2 separate regions of the Ovis aries genome follow, and region 1 is linked to region 2. The links are chromatin contacts, called in public Hi-C maps. All regions are on one chromosome and are shown on one strand. The core of a region is the stretch at or near the end of the contact, and the rest is flanking DNA. Distances in the headings are between cores, read along the strand shown. Region 1 holds the start of ARPC5 (actin related protein 2/3 complex subunit 5). Region 2 holds the start of NMNAT2 (nicotinamide nucleotide adenylyltransferase 2).

Region 1 (7,715 bases), core at 357-2,856, 170 kb after region 2:
AAAAAAAGTTAGTCTCACAAAACATCATTTATGCATCACGAAGAATGTTTCTACACAGAATAATCTTCACCACTTATGTTCTAAAGAAAAAGGTCTGACTAAAAAAACTATGGTTGGTGGCAGGCTGTTATTTTCAAGGCTTAATGGACTTCTAGAGAAGCGTCCCGTTTGCAGACTGGCTCACTTATGAGACTGCTCCCCTCCACCCCAAACACTTAAGTATGTTAAATAATGCAAAACAGCAACAGCTGATTGTGAAAGTAACGGAAATCAAAGAAACATCTGTATGTTGATAAATGTTTAATGCTGTATTTTAGGTGCCTGTAAGACCAGCTGTGGCTGCTACCAAATATTTTCACTCATGTATTTCCCCATTTAATTTAATAGGCCACTGATGAGGAAAGTCTAAAGAGCCTTCCTAATCTTATGAATACACCCAAGAATAATTAGAAATGAGTGAATTCAGTAATTGACAATCTCTAAAACGACAGCCTGGGTTATTGCAACATTTACATTTTTTCCGAAAAAAGAGCTCATGCAAATACTCCCTCAAAGTTATGAATATTCAAATATGCAAAACCCAAACCAGGAACTGACAGCCACATTTTAACTTAACGGAAACGATTCCATCATTACAAAATGATTCGGTTTTGTACAAATGATTCACTTTTTCCTATGTTATTCTTTGGCGTTTATTTAAAATATTTCCAGGGATTCTCTACATGCATTTTCCGTCTAGCAGGTAAAACGCTTCCAGCTTCTTTCTGAGCAGTTTTGTACTCATTCCCTTTCCCCTGGTTAACCAACTCTGTGCAACCTGTATTTTGTCAAATCCCTTCCTCTTAAAAAAAAAAAAAAAAAGGCGTCCACAAGCTTAAAAAGACAGACAGAAGGGCCTCAATTCTGCAAGCCGCCCCATGTCTCCCGGCGTGAAATAACGCTGCCACAACAAAACCACCACCACAATAAAAAGAAAATCACTGAAGAAAAATGCCCGCTCCTCCCGATCGGACGTGGGTTCTAATGAAAACCCGATAAATACGATCTGAGAGGACCACTTAAGCTCCCTGCAGCTCCCCGACTGACCAGCACCAGAGCCGCGAGGGCGCGGCCGTCCCCGCCGGTCCCCGGGAGGCGAGAACTCCCGGCGCAACCTGAGGAATCGGGGGCGTGGACAGCGCGCTGGCAAGGTAAGTTTCCGAGGGCGGGACCCGGGGGTCTCGGGAGAAATAGAAGAGCCCTCCTGCCCACTCACGACAGGGAGCCCACGGAAGCGGGGGTCCCTGCCCTCACGCCCTGCCCGCAGCTGGGTCCCGGAAGAGGGGCCGGGTCGGGTGGGGTCGGGTGGGGCGCGAAGGCCAGCGAACTGAAGGATATTGCCGCAGGCAGGAGTCCACCTCGCCCTCGTCGGGCCCGGCCTGCCCGTCGCCCCCGTCTTCCTCATCCACGAACTTGTTCTCGTCGTACTCATCCACGTCCACCTTCCGGAACCGGGCCGACGACACCGTGTTCTTCGACATCCCCGCTCCGGACCGGCGGCCGAGGCCTCCTCTAGACGCTGCCTCGACCTTAGCAAGCCCAGCCCCAGCTGGAAGCCGCAGACTGGCGCCTCCACTTCCCTCTTCCGCTCAGAGGCGTAGCCGGCAGCCGCGTCTCGGGTGGTTCTGGGCCTGCGCGCTGGCCGCGCTCCTTCCTTCTCAGGCTCGCGCCTTCCTCGACCCTCCTACGCCGCCCCCACGCGCCCCACAGCCGGGCGCGCCGGGGCGGAAGCGCGCTGGATGCAGCGCGCATGTGCGGACTCTCTGCGGGAAAGGGGAGGAGCGGGGCGACAGAGGCGGGGGCGGGAGGGGGCGGGGCAGGAGGGAGGGCCCAAAGCGGTGCCGCCTGTAGAGGTAAGAGGCGATTGGGCCTCCGGGTCCGTCACGTGATCCCTAGGGGGTTTCCATAGAAACGCTTCTCTGCGGTCCAGTCTCGGGGGGGGGGGGGGGGTGGTCTTAGGTTGGCGGCGATGGGCGCTGGGGGCAGGTGGCCTTGGCTTTGCTGCCGCCGCCGCCGTCAACAGCCTGTCATCGGGGTCCCGCTTAAGGTCCGGCTGGCACGGACTTACCCGTGAGCTGGGATGGATTGGTTGCCGGACCAAGTCTCCTGCAGTTGGCAGGAGTATGGGGCGGAGTGATGCACGCCCAGTCGCTCAGCATCGTTCGAGTTGTCAGAGACCTCGCTTCGGACCGTCTACTCCCCGTGGCTTCGTTCCCGAGCCGGGAAGCCCCTTTCTCGGCTGTGGAACTACGCTGCGCGGCCAGCTTGAGGTCCCCAAGGACGGAGTCGAAAGGTCACATCTTATCTGTCAGTGCTGTGTAATGGCAAGCGACTGCACCTGCAGAACTCGAACCTAGGTATCATAAACTGGGGAGAAGCGGGAGGTGTCTGGGCAGGGGCTTAGGGTCCGGTGGCAGGACTGGGATGAACCTGTGGAATTTGGGGTAGGGTCAGCCATTGACATCTTAAAATAAGTGGTTATTTGGAGTAAGAATGCTAGAAAAGGGTAGGGGCGAGTTACACTCTGGCTCTGAGGCGAAACAAAATGTGTGAGGATTAGTTGAAACCAGATCTTTAAGATTTATTTTTATCGCTTAAGATTTATATGATCCTCCTAGGCCAGCGTCTTATTGTATTTGACACCCCCGTTTCTGCGAGCAAAGCTCTCCCTGAGCAGGTAAGAGCACTAAAGCACTAAATTTGAGGAAATGGTAGTTGGGTGCTATGTCTAACACTGAAGCACAAATATTTGCAAAGTGAAATTAATTTGGATATTTATCAGGTTTAGTTTAATTCCACCTTTACCGGAGGGCTGGCTGCTGCCCTGTTAAATGCCTCAATCCTTGGTTTTCTGTACTGTAATTGAAAATAGCACTTGGCTTATAATCAGAAAACCTTGGCTTGAGTCTTGATTCTTCCTTCCACTCATAACCTATTGATTGAGGCAGGCCACTTAAAATTCTGAATGTCAAGTTCCTCATTGCTAAAATGGGGCTAATAATGTGTACTTAACAATAGTGTTCTGAGGGTTAAACACAAGAAATTGTTTGAAACTCTAAAAGTCTGCCTCAATGCAAATTGCATGTTATCTGTACCATTGATTTTGGCACTAGTCTTATAAATTGTTTAATGATATATTGTGTGATATATTGCCCCTGGAAGAGAGAGAAAAATTCTGGAGGGCAGAGACTGTCTTATTTCTTTTCTTTTCTTTTTGAACTGAAGTACAGTTGATTTACAGTGTTGTGTTAGTTTCTGGTGTACAGCAAAGTGATTCAGTTGCGCATACATATTGCATCTTCCTTTACGTCTCACATAAAACTGAGCATGCAGAGGGTACTCAGTACATTCAGACACTCAATTATTCATTGATGAATGAATAAATGTGAAAGGCAGTACAGTTTGAGCGTCACACAGAATAATGAATTAGAAGAGGAAGACATCTCAAAGTCAAACCTTTGTTGGACATATATACATATGTGTATATATAGCTGTATCTATATCAATTTGTATCTATATACATATGTATGTAGAGATAGATAGGTAGACAGTTAGATGGTAGGTAGATACTTCCAGAATGAAATGCACCCCTTTTTCTTGGGAGGAAGAAGCAACATGGCATTTTCTTTTCCCAGTTAAAGTACCCTCAATAAGATTATCATTAAGTGATAGAAGTGACATTTATTTAAATCACCACTCAAGTTATGAGCCAATACACTGCTGAAAACTCCCTCAAAGGCTGTCTTAAGACAGCCAAGGAAAATTTTCTACCTGTTGGCAATATATATTTTAAAAAGTCTTATACCAAAGTATCAGATCATTACTATGGTGAATGGCATTACATAACCTAGAATAAAGATTTTTTAAATGTTTTTTTCTGAGTTTCAATCTTTGGTGACTTTAGTAAGAACTGAATAATATGTTTGTTTAAATGCTAAAGATGGTTGTACTTTTTGTTTTTGTAAGTCACGATTTTCTCTGAAGAGAAAATTGAACATTAGAAGCACATTTGAGAGCAAATGGAAACAAGAATTCAAGAACTAATACATCCCTTCTCTTCCATTTCTATTCTAAATAAGTAGGGCTTATTTAAGAAATTTCTTTATTCTTTTTTTTTTTTTAGAACTGGGAAAGAATACCAGAGTGGAAATCAACTTAAGGGAATAATGAGGGGAATTTTAAAACTCAAGTTGTTCAAGGGTATAATTGTTTTGAATTATGCTGGGTGTGTTAAATGTGTTAAATATAATTAATTAGTTCTCAGTCACATAATGCATATTACATTTCAGATATAATTATGTTTAAAATGTCCTTTTCCAGTGCATATTTTTTGTCTCACAATAATAAATACCTAGTCCACAGTGGGTGCTCAACGCCTTTCTAGCCAATGAATTAATCTGACAAGTTAATTTTGGAATCATATTTAGAGGTTGAGGTTTTTAATTATCTTCCCATCTTCATTAGCTAATAGTCAACTCTATATAAAGCTTTAGAGAAATTTCTTTGTGTGTATATGAGTGTATGTGAAGAAACCAGTCCTTCATAATCTTTTAATTGGAAAATATATTCTTCTTTCTTGCAAATTCCAAATTTTTATTATTGATTGTGGCACTTAATTTATTTTAAGTAATATTATTTTTCCTACTTTAACTTTCCAAGTGAGTGCTTATTCCTGAAATAAAGGATCCATATGGTTTTAAGACATTTTATTTATTGTGCACATAGCCTGGTTTGGTTCAGTGCTAAAGTAATACTGAATCTGAATCTGAATGTCCCCAAGATTAATGCTGCAATGGTAGTATATACCTCTTTCTGATTTTCTGTGACGAAGGATGTTTTTAGTTTAGTTCAGTTCAGTTCAGTCGCTCAGTCGTGTCCGACTCTTTGCGACCCCATGAATTGCAGCACGCCAGGCCTCCCTGTCCATTACCAACTCCCAGAGTTCACTCAAACTCATGCCCATCGAGTCAGTGATGCATTCCAGCTATCTCATCCTCTGTCGTCCCCTTTTCCTCCTGCCCCCAATCCCTCCCAGCATCAGAGTCTTTTCCAATGAGTCAGCTCTTCGCATGAGGTGGCCAAAGTACTGGAGTTTCAGCTTTAGCATCATTCCTTCCAAAGAACACCCAGGACTGATCTTTAGAATGGACTGGTTGGATCTCCTTGCAGTTAGAAAGGATTTTGATAAAACTAACTAGTAACAGATCTCTCTTTTCAGATATTTTAAACCAAGTACTTTGCCTACTGTGTGCTTCTTCCCCCCAGTTTTGTCAATATTAATTTACAAACTGAAACATTGAATCCTGTACACTATTTTTTTTATTTGAAGTGGAAGGGAATTCAAAGTTAATCAAATATGTTGAAAGTATTATAAATAGAAACCAAATAATTTTCAGTTCTGGTAATGATAGTTTAATACCACTGTTCTCTAGCAGCATAATTATTACAATGTAAAAAGATTTTTAGCATGTTATGCATAGATTATGTTATGTTTTAATACTTGTGCTTAATATCCAAATGAGCTGGTTCAGTGTTGAAATACCAACCTTCAAATCTTCAGGTTTTTGTGATTAATTTTAGCTTTACATAACCTTATGTTTACACACTGAGGTAGAGTAGATAGGGTGAACTATTTTATGATTCAAAGATTAAAAACCTTTTAAAATCTGTACTCTTGTCTCAGGCAAAAAGTTTAGTGCTAAATCAAAGATTAAACCTTGTTTGTTAAACATCCTTGTGAATGGGACTCTTTCTGTTAACTTTTTTTTTTTAACCTCTTTATGATAATATAAAGGAAAGCTATCAGTTTTTTGCCTGAGAAATCTCATGGACAGAGGAGCCTGGCTGGCTACAGTCCATGGAGTTGCAAAGAATCAGATACAATTTAAGAGACTGAGCATGCACATGGGCTTAAAAATTTACTTATTCTATATTCCTTCCCATTACTGTGGCCTCTTATTAATGCTAACTATTGTTTTAAGTCTACACTTATTGTCACAATATAAATCATAGTATTTGAAGTAATCATAATTTACCTATTTTCCAATATTTATATTACTTTGATTTTTCTTATCTTATTATACTAGCTAGACTCTCAAAAATCAGTGTTGAAAAACTGAATAGTAGGCTTCTTTGTTTCTATTTTTAATAGAAATATCTTTGGTATTTTACCAGTTTTTATTTTCCATTTCTTTATGATTTTTAGGAATCACAGCTGAAATTATCAAATGTTTTTTCAAGGGATCTAATGATAAAATCTTATAGGTTTTGTTCTTTTAATTTATGAATATGATTAATTGTATTTATATTTTTTCTGTGCTAAATCATTCCTATTAGGTTGGTGCAAAAGTAATTGCAGTTTTTGCATTGTTGAAATTTGCCATTTGATATTAGAATACATTCTAAATAAATGTGATTATGTTATACATCATTTTAATGTGCATTTCTCTCTGTGTTTTTTTTTGTTAATGACTTATTACTTGCTGTTTATTTTATATTTATTTTAGACTATGGAAGTGGTGTTAGACAAAAAGCAAATTTGAGCCATTTTCTTATTTGAGTTCAAAATGGGTTGTAAAGCAGCAGAGCAACTTGCAACATCAACAATGCGTTTGGCCCATGAACTGCTATGAACGCACAGTGCAGTGGTGGTTTAAGAAGTTTGGCAAAGGAGATGAGAGCCTTGAAGATGAGCATAGTGGCTGGCCATCAGAAGTTACAGCAACCAACTGAGAGTATATCGAAGCTGATCCTCTTTCTACTACTTGAGAAGCTGCCAAAGAACTGAACCTTGATCATTCTACAGTCATTTGGCATTAGAAGCAAATTGGAAAGGTGGAAAAGCTTGATAGTAGGTGCCTCATGAGCTGACCGAAAGTGAAAAAAATCGTTTCGAAGTATTGTCTTCTCTTATTCTACGCAACAACAGCAAACCATTTCTTGATCAGACTGTGACATGCGACAAAAAGTGGATTTTATATGATAATCAGCAATGACTCAGTGGCTGGACTGAGAAGAAGCTCCAAAGCACTTCCCAGAGCCAAACTTGCAGCCAAAAAATGTAATGGTCGCTATTTGGTGGTCTGCTGCTGGTCTGATCCACCAAAGCTTTCTGAATCCTGGCAAAACCATTACCTTTGAAAAGTATGCTCAGCAAATTGATGAGCTGCACCAAAAACTGCAGTGCCTGCAGCTGGCACTGGTCAACAGAAAGGGCCCAGTTCCTCTGTGTGACAATGCCTGAACGCATGTTGCACAACCAGTGCTTCAAAAGTTGGGCTGCGAAGTTTTGCCTCACCCGCCGTAGTCACCTGACCTCTTGCCAACAGATCACCACTTCTTCAAGCATCTCGACAACTTTGCAGGGAAAGTGTTTCCCCAACCAGCAGGAGGCAGAAAATGCTTTTCAAGAGTTCATCAAATCCTGAAGCACAGATTTTATGCTACAGGAATAAGCAAATTTATTTCTCATTGGCAAAAATGTATTGATTGTAATGGTTCCTATTATTAATAAAGATATATTTGAGCCTAGTTATAATGATTTAAAATCCATGATCTGAAACTGCCATTATGTTTGCACCAACTTAATATATTTCAAGAATAAACTATTTCATTACTGTTTTAATTACTTGTTAGATTTGGTTTGTTTATATATATATATATATATATATATATAT
Region 2 (7,061 bases), core at 1,418-3,917:
CGAAGCCATGTCTCTTATGTCTCCTGCATTGGCAGGCAGATTCTTTACCGCTGAGCCACCGAGGAAACCCATTTTCGGTACTATGTAGCAGTAATCTCCATCCTTGGGCTAGCAGGTTGAAGAAAAGTCGGATTCTAAACCAGAGATGAGAACAATCTTTCACTAGGTGTCTCTCTTTCCCATGAGTGGGCGGCCTCTCGGGGTGGGGGAGGAGGGACGATAGGGGGCATTGTACAGCTGCAATCAAACCGCGTGTCGCACCACATCACAGTAGACGCTTGCAGCACAAGGGGGCATAGTTCAGTTTCTATTTCGTTAATGATAATCTCTCCTTGGGATTTAACTTCAAGCAGCTTACACTTTCATTTCCTCCAAACGTACACATAGACATTGGTCCAGTCTTTTAATAGGATTTTGACAGTGGCTCTTCACCCAGCATGAAAGGATCAGGTATCCCAAGTCAAAAGAAAATAGCCCCTTAAAATTCTGATTTTAACCATGAAATGAGGCCGGCATTCCTAGGGGGTTTACCCGTTACACATCCTAAAGTACTTTGGGACAGCTCCATAATACCAATGGAAAATATAATTTGTAAAATGCTAAATAATTCTTTCAAATCACTAGGATACAACTTCTCCAGGTACTTCCACACTCCATATTATGAAGAACCCATTCGTTGCTGTGTTTTTTTCTTTTTTGCCTCAAACCTGAGATAAATAAAATACACATAATAACCATTCAAAAAGATTGGGTCTAAGAATGAAAATCCATTTCCTAGAAACCTTTCATTGGAACTTCACGCAAGTATCTGTTTTTCTTGACACTATCTTACCCAATGCGTTCCTCTGCAACCCAAAAGATACATAGTGACGAGTTCTAAAACACTGCAGACACGCGACAGAAGGAAATTTGAAGAGGAGAAAGGAAATGGGACGTCTGCTTTTGATAAGCAAGGGGGACTCCCACTGGCGGGAGGGGTGCCTCTCCGAGGGATGGCGGCCCTGAACTTCGCACCGTGTCCCCTGCCCTAAGTGCTGGAAAAACCACTTGTCAGCCTTCCAAGATGAGTTCCCACCCCCACTCCGGCCTCCTCGTGGCAGGAGATGGCTCGTGAAGGCCGCGCGGGGAACTCCCGAGGAGGCTCCGTGGCCGAGTGCGATTGTGGGGTGGGGTCTGGGGGATTTCTGTGAGGGGCCGACCGCTGGGGAAAGTCGGATGTCCCAGTCGGCAGACGAGGGATCTCGGCAGTCGTGTGCCGTTCTCCTCCCTCAGGGACCCCGTCCTGGCGGGACCCCGCCTCCCAGAACTCTCCCGGTGATGGGGAAACCCCTGGCCCGCCTCGCAGCCTAGCGCCGCCGCCTCGCACAGTCGGCTCCAGCCCACCGCCCACCAGCCTTCAGGCCCGGCATCTTTTTCGTAGGCCCGGCCCTCCCCGCGTCCGTCATGGAGAGGAAAACTATGGAGGCGGTTCCCGCCCGCAGGCGGGTGGAAAAGCCCGTGGTGAATGCCTCGGGATCTCCCCCATCGCTGCGGGAAAGGGAAAGGGAGGAGAACATGAACCTCACTGCTCTGGAGAACTACCCGATTCCCAACCTGGGGGAGGCCTTTAAGATGGAAGGGAAGCCGAGGGGAAACCCTAGGCACTTTTCGGGGAATCCACTAAGTCAAGGGAGGGTCATTCAGCCTGCACACATTGGTTACTATGACAATACAGCTACAGCCTCCAGTTGCCTTGGCAGCTGCTTATCCAATCCGATTGGTTTCTTTTCTCTCCATCCCTGGGCTCCACCCTAACCTCTCCAACTGTGTCCCTGCGTGCAGAGGGAGGGGCCCCAGAAAAGAGGAGGGGGTCCTTAGCGTCACTTTAGGGCGCGAGGCCGGACCGGAGACGAGGGACTGGGGGGCCGGAACTGTAAGAGGAAGAGGCGGCGTTTCCGGTCGGGAAGAGTGGAGGAAAGGAAAAAAGGAAGAGCGAAATCGGACGGAGTGGAAAGACGGGGGAAGACTTTGAGTGTAACTCCCGATTGATTTGGGCTCGATGTTCCCGCTGAGGCTGGGGTTGCCCCCTCGCGCGGGAGGAGAGGGGTGGGTTGGCCGGAAGCCGCCAAGCGCCTCCACTGGGCCACTCAGCAGCCGCACAGGCGCGGCACGGCTAACTGATCCCAAGAGCGAGCGCTACAGAGAGGCGGAAATCACCCGGAGGGACCGGCGCCGCTGAAATCTCGCGAGAGACCCCCCCCCCACTTCCTTCCTCTGCTGTCCCTCTTCCCCCCGCCCCCATCCCTTCTCCCTTTCCCTCCCCCCTTCCCGGGTCGGAGTGTCCCTGCGCCCCAAGGGCCGGAGCAGCAGCGAGAGCAGCTTTCCCCGCTCCCTCCCCCCTCGCCTCACTCACCCCCACCCCCCCGCCGAGCGAGGAGGAGCCGGAGGAGAGGAAGATGGCGGCGGCCGCCAGCACCCGTGGTGCCGCGGGGCCGCTCCGAGGAGCCTGAGAGACGCGCAGAGGCTTCGCGGGAAGACGCGGCGGCGGAGGATGAGCCTGCAGAGCGCGCAGTATCTCCGGTGAGTGTGGGGGCCGGCCCAGTACGGAGCGGGGGAGCGGGCCGAAGGTTGGGGGCACGGAGCAACAGACACAGAGGTGGTACGTCCGGGGTGGCGGGGGAGTTGCTGTGTCCTCTCTTTTCCCGGTTGGGAGGCGGGGGCTGCGAGAGGCTCGGCGGGAGGGGGCGGAGCGGGCACGCACTTGGGTACCTATCCCCCTCCGCGGGCCGGGCTGAGTTCCCGCGGAGCTGGCTGGTCTCGGTGCGGGGAAGGAGGTTAGGGAAGCGTGAGAACGTGTGTGTGTGCGCGCGCGCCCGGGGCTCGCTGGCGAGTCGGGGCGGGGAGGCGCCCGGGGAGGCGGCGGCGACCCCGAATAGAGGTGGGTGTGGAGGAGTCTGATCCCTGCGGTGGGGGAACGTGGTGTGGTGGTGGGGCTGGAGCGATGGCTGGGGAGAAGGCCAGGTGGAAGTCTGCACACCTGGGGTGTGGGGGGAGGCCTAGAGGAGGGGTACGCCGCCGGAAACTGGAGTTTGTTCATCGTTCTGGGGTTGGAAGTACTGAGAAATAATGTCATCTGTAGTTAGTTGCTGGGGTGAGGGTAGGGGGCATAAAGAAGGGAATGGATGAGGAAGTGAAGAAAAAGGGAGGTACTACAGCCGGGGTTGGATCCCCCAGAAGAAACTGGGTTAGAATCCGTCGGAAGATACCATTCGGAGAGTCGTGTAGATCCATTAAGAGTGGTGTAAAGAACTTGTATGTCGAGGTAGAGTGACGCATGGGTGCAGAGTGTGAGAGAGTGTGATGTGTATCAGGGGAGGTTAAGGGGGCGATTAATACACACTGGAGAAGGAAGATGCAGATTGGAACCAAGTACATGGTGGCGAGAGCGTATTGCACCAGCTATTGTGCAGCTTGGAAGGTTCCATGGAAGCAGAATAAGAGCTTGAAGGTAGAGATAAACGGGGGTCAAGATCTTGATGGCACAGGAAAATGAGATTGTTAAGATCCTAAGACTTAAGTGAGGAGTTGCCACTGCTTAGAAAAGGGGAAGGGAGACCCTGAAACAGGTCTTTTTGTCTTTTAGTAGCAAAACTAAGAATGGCAAGCTTATGGTAAAATGATTTTAAAAGTGGTTTCATACCTTGTGGAGGAGGGAATTGGATAGGGTAGTAGTCTGAAATGAGCAGGAAAGTCATTTTAGCCATTTAGTGAAGTGAAAGTATTGGTATGTGAGTGGATCCCTGCAAGAAAAGGTTTGTAGTTAAGTGCTACATGAGGGTAGCTGTTCTGCTTTTGAAAGTAGTAATCGTTTTATTAAGCAGAGTGTGTAGAGAAGGATGAGATCTTTCAAGTATGGTGGAATGCCTGAGTTTAACTGACAGCATGTATGCCCAATGACTGCATGGTAGGTAGGTGGAATTATAGGGGTATTTCAAGGTCCTTTTTCTCCTTTATTATCCCTTTGTTGTTTAACATATCAGATAAGCTTAATAAATATACAACCGTGGTGGAGATGTATGAAAAGTGCTGTAGAGATATGGAAACTGTCAGGACAGTCCTTAATTTTAAGGAATTTGCAGGTTAGTATATATTAGGCAAGTAAACTATGGTTAAGGATCATAAAAGATACCAAGTGTCATGAGTCCAAAGGCAGAGTATGCGAGCAATTGGGGTGAATCAGGGAAAGCTTCCTTTGTTTATTTCCTCATTCATACACATGATTCATCAGTCATTTTGGTGATAACCTATATGGGAGGCATTGTACTAACTACTAAGAGTATAAAACTCCACCCTTCTCTTAGAGAGTTTGCAGTTTGCTAGGATTCAAGGAGAAAACAGCACTTAAATTGGACCTTAAGGATAAACAGTATTCTGAGAAGTGTGGATTGCGCAGGAGGAATCCATATGAAGGAAACTGAGCAGAGATACATAGAAAGGAGGATTGGGCTCTGGGGGAAGTATTCAGTCCAGTTAAACACAAGTATAAGGTGATGCAGCAGGAAAAACTTAAAGAGTTTCATAGATTAAGTTTGACCCCTTCTTTTTACAGATGAAGAGAGCATAGCCCCCAAAAGTTAAAATTATTGAGGCTCATATAATTGGTTTGTGGAAGCTAAAACTCAAATATAGGTCTTCTGACTCCAGACCAGCTATGCTGTGTGCAGCATGTCTGAATTCACCCATTCTTTCCACAGATATGTCTTGAGAGGTTGCTATATTCTAGGCACTGAGGATTCAGTGGTGAATGATTAACAGTGAACATGGGAAAGTATTTTCTGATGGAAGGATGCAACAAATAAACATAGGAACAGATAAATATGTTCATCGAATGGTGATAAGTACTAGCAAGAAAAATAAAGTAAGACAGGGATGTGCTGTTTTATATAGACAGGGTGGTAAGGGAAAGTCTATTTGATTAAGTGCCCACAAAGAAAAAATCTTGAATACTTTGACCTGTAGTGTATCGTTAAAATGAGTGGACAATGGAGACTGAGACGGTTTGTTTAGAAGGGAAATCACATGTTCATAGCTTTGTGTTAGGAAGGTGTATCTGTGTGGTGGGCAGTTAAGGACCAGAAATAAGGTGGTGTCAGTGAGACTAGAAAGGTATGGTGAAAAGCAGGTCAGGAGAGTGGTGGTATTTTTTTTAAATGATGATGAATGATGATTGAAAAGCCCAGTTTTTAAAAATATTTATTTATTTGGCTGCACTTGGTCTTTGTTGCAATCTTGTTCCCTGGCCAGCCTTCTAATCCAGGCTCCCTGCAGTGGGAGCTTGAAGTCTTAGCCTCTGGACCACCAAGGAAGTTCCATGGTGGTATTTTTAATGGGAAGATCAGTTGGCTTTGAGAGGCTTCTATGTTAATGTATCTTGTGTTTTTAAAGTTAGCATGGTAAGGAAGACTTATCCTTGGGTTGTGGAATCAATAGTAGACATCTGGCAATGAATTTAGTTTTTTAAAGAAGGGGGAAAATAAGAGTGAACACATGTTTACATAGCCTAAATTTCCCAGCTAAAGTTGAACAGGCAAAATTGAATAGGTGTAGGACCTGAAATCACATAAAGATTCCTGAAAGCCAATCTTTTCTCAGTCTTGCTCATTTGTCTTAAGTAAATAAAAGCAAATCTTAGGGCCAGTAGTCGACAGAAATGGGAAGAGGTGTTAAAATAAGATGTGCACCAGCCAGAATTTACTTCTTTCTCTTCTTTAGATACTCACTCCATTTGAAGTGTGCTGGTAACTAGTGGTTACCAGTGGGGACAGAGTGGGATGCAGTATAGGGGTGGAAGAGTGGGAGGTATGAACTATTGGGTGTAAGAGAGACTCAAAGATGTATTGCACAACACGGGAAATGTAGCCATTATTTTATAATTACTGTAAATGGGCAGTAACCTTTAAACATTGTATTAAAAATTAAAAATAAAATCTGCTGTGAGAGTCTAGAGAATGTCTTCAGGGAAGCATTATGTTTACTTTCTTTCCTTTGATGAATATGGAACCATTGGTTTTTATAGACAACTTGGGGAGGATGCTGAATGAGTGTGGTTGTGGGTATAGCGGTTATTCTTTGTGACTTTCATTTTAGGAAGAGTGTTGTTGTCTACCTTTGTCAGTGGTGTAAGACCGTGACTGGGCAGTCTTTAGACTATACAGCTACAGATCTTCTTCATGTAGATGAAAATTAGTTCTGTCTCAGCTGAGTTAATTTGTCAGAGTAAATGAGCTGGTGTTGAAATGGTGGGGTAGTGGCAAATCAGGGGATAAGGTGGCAGTTTCGAAAGAGTGAGAAGTGAGGATATGAGGTAAGAAGCCTCAGTATGACAAAGAGAGGGAAGTCAGCATCACAGGGACTGAATTAGTCTTGAGTTGTAGAAATAGTGTGCAGATGAAAGGAAAGATAAACCTATCCTCTGTATGGGTGATGTTCTGGGCAAGACAGAATGATGACTCTTTCATTGTTAAAAGGGGAAGGGAGTATCACTTTTTAAAATAGACCAATTAGAGTCCTATCTAAATGATTAAGTTGAGAATACATTTTTATATTTTATAAAAATAAATGGTCTTAAATATGGGGCTTTTAGACTGAAAACACTGGAAATTTAATACTCAAAGAATTCAGTGCTTTCTTTTTTGATTTATGACAAAATGGAAAGATTTTTAAAGACTTTGCCATCTTTGTTGAATAAAAGAAAAAGGTATATTGAATATTGTTCATTTGAGAAGGGTAGGCAAGGGTGGGAATAGGCCATAGAGGAGACAGTAGGTGAGGTATAATATCATGCTTTGAAAGAATAGAAATATGGAAATTAACATGTCAAGGTTGGAAAAATGGAGCTGGGTAAGTATTAAAGTACCAGACAGGAAGGACATCTTTGAAGTTGTTTTGGAAGATGAGTACATAGAATAATCATAGCCATAGGGAATATCAGGTCAAATCTGGTTGTAAAAGGTGGCCGCTGATGCTTCTGAATGACACCTACTGTGGTTGTGGGAGGCAGCTGTTTATACTCCCCTCTGTCT

The links. A called contact is a pair of places that touch in the nucleus more often than the background predicts.
Region 1: a contact with region 2 is called in a Hi-C map of blood, with 2.8 times the contacts expected there. The contact joins the promoter of ARPC5 here to the promoter of NMNAT2 in region 2. A contact is called at or near these places in 4 of 16 Hi-C or Micro-C datasets (blood, liver, omental adipose tissue and 1 more).

What each region holds. Positions count from the first base shown.
Region 1 is chr12:64,123,443-64,131,157 of ARS-UI_Ramb_v3.0, forward strand. ARPC5 (actin related protein 2/3 complex subunit 5) reads right to left here and starts at 1,607. Exons shown (of 4, transcript XM_060396692.1): 1 at 1,377-1,607. The coding sequence starts at 1,520.
Region 2 is chr12:63,952,151-63,959,211 of ARS-UI_Ramb_v3.0, forward strand. It overlaps NMNAT2 (nicotinamide nucleotide adenylyltransferase 2), which reads right to left and starts at 2,668. Exons shown (of 16, transcript XM_060396688.1): 1 at 2,393-2,668. It overlaps SMG7 (SMG7 nonsense mediated mRNA decay factor), which reads left to right and starts at 2,010. Exons shown (of 22, transcript XM_060396685.1): 1 at 2,010-2,559. The coding sequence starts at 2,531.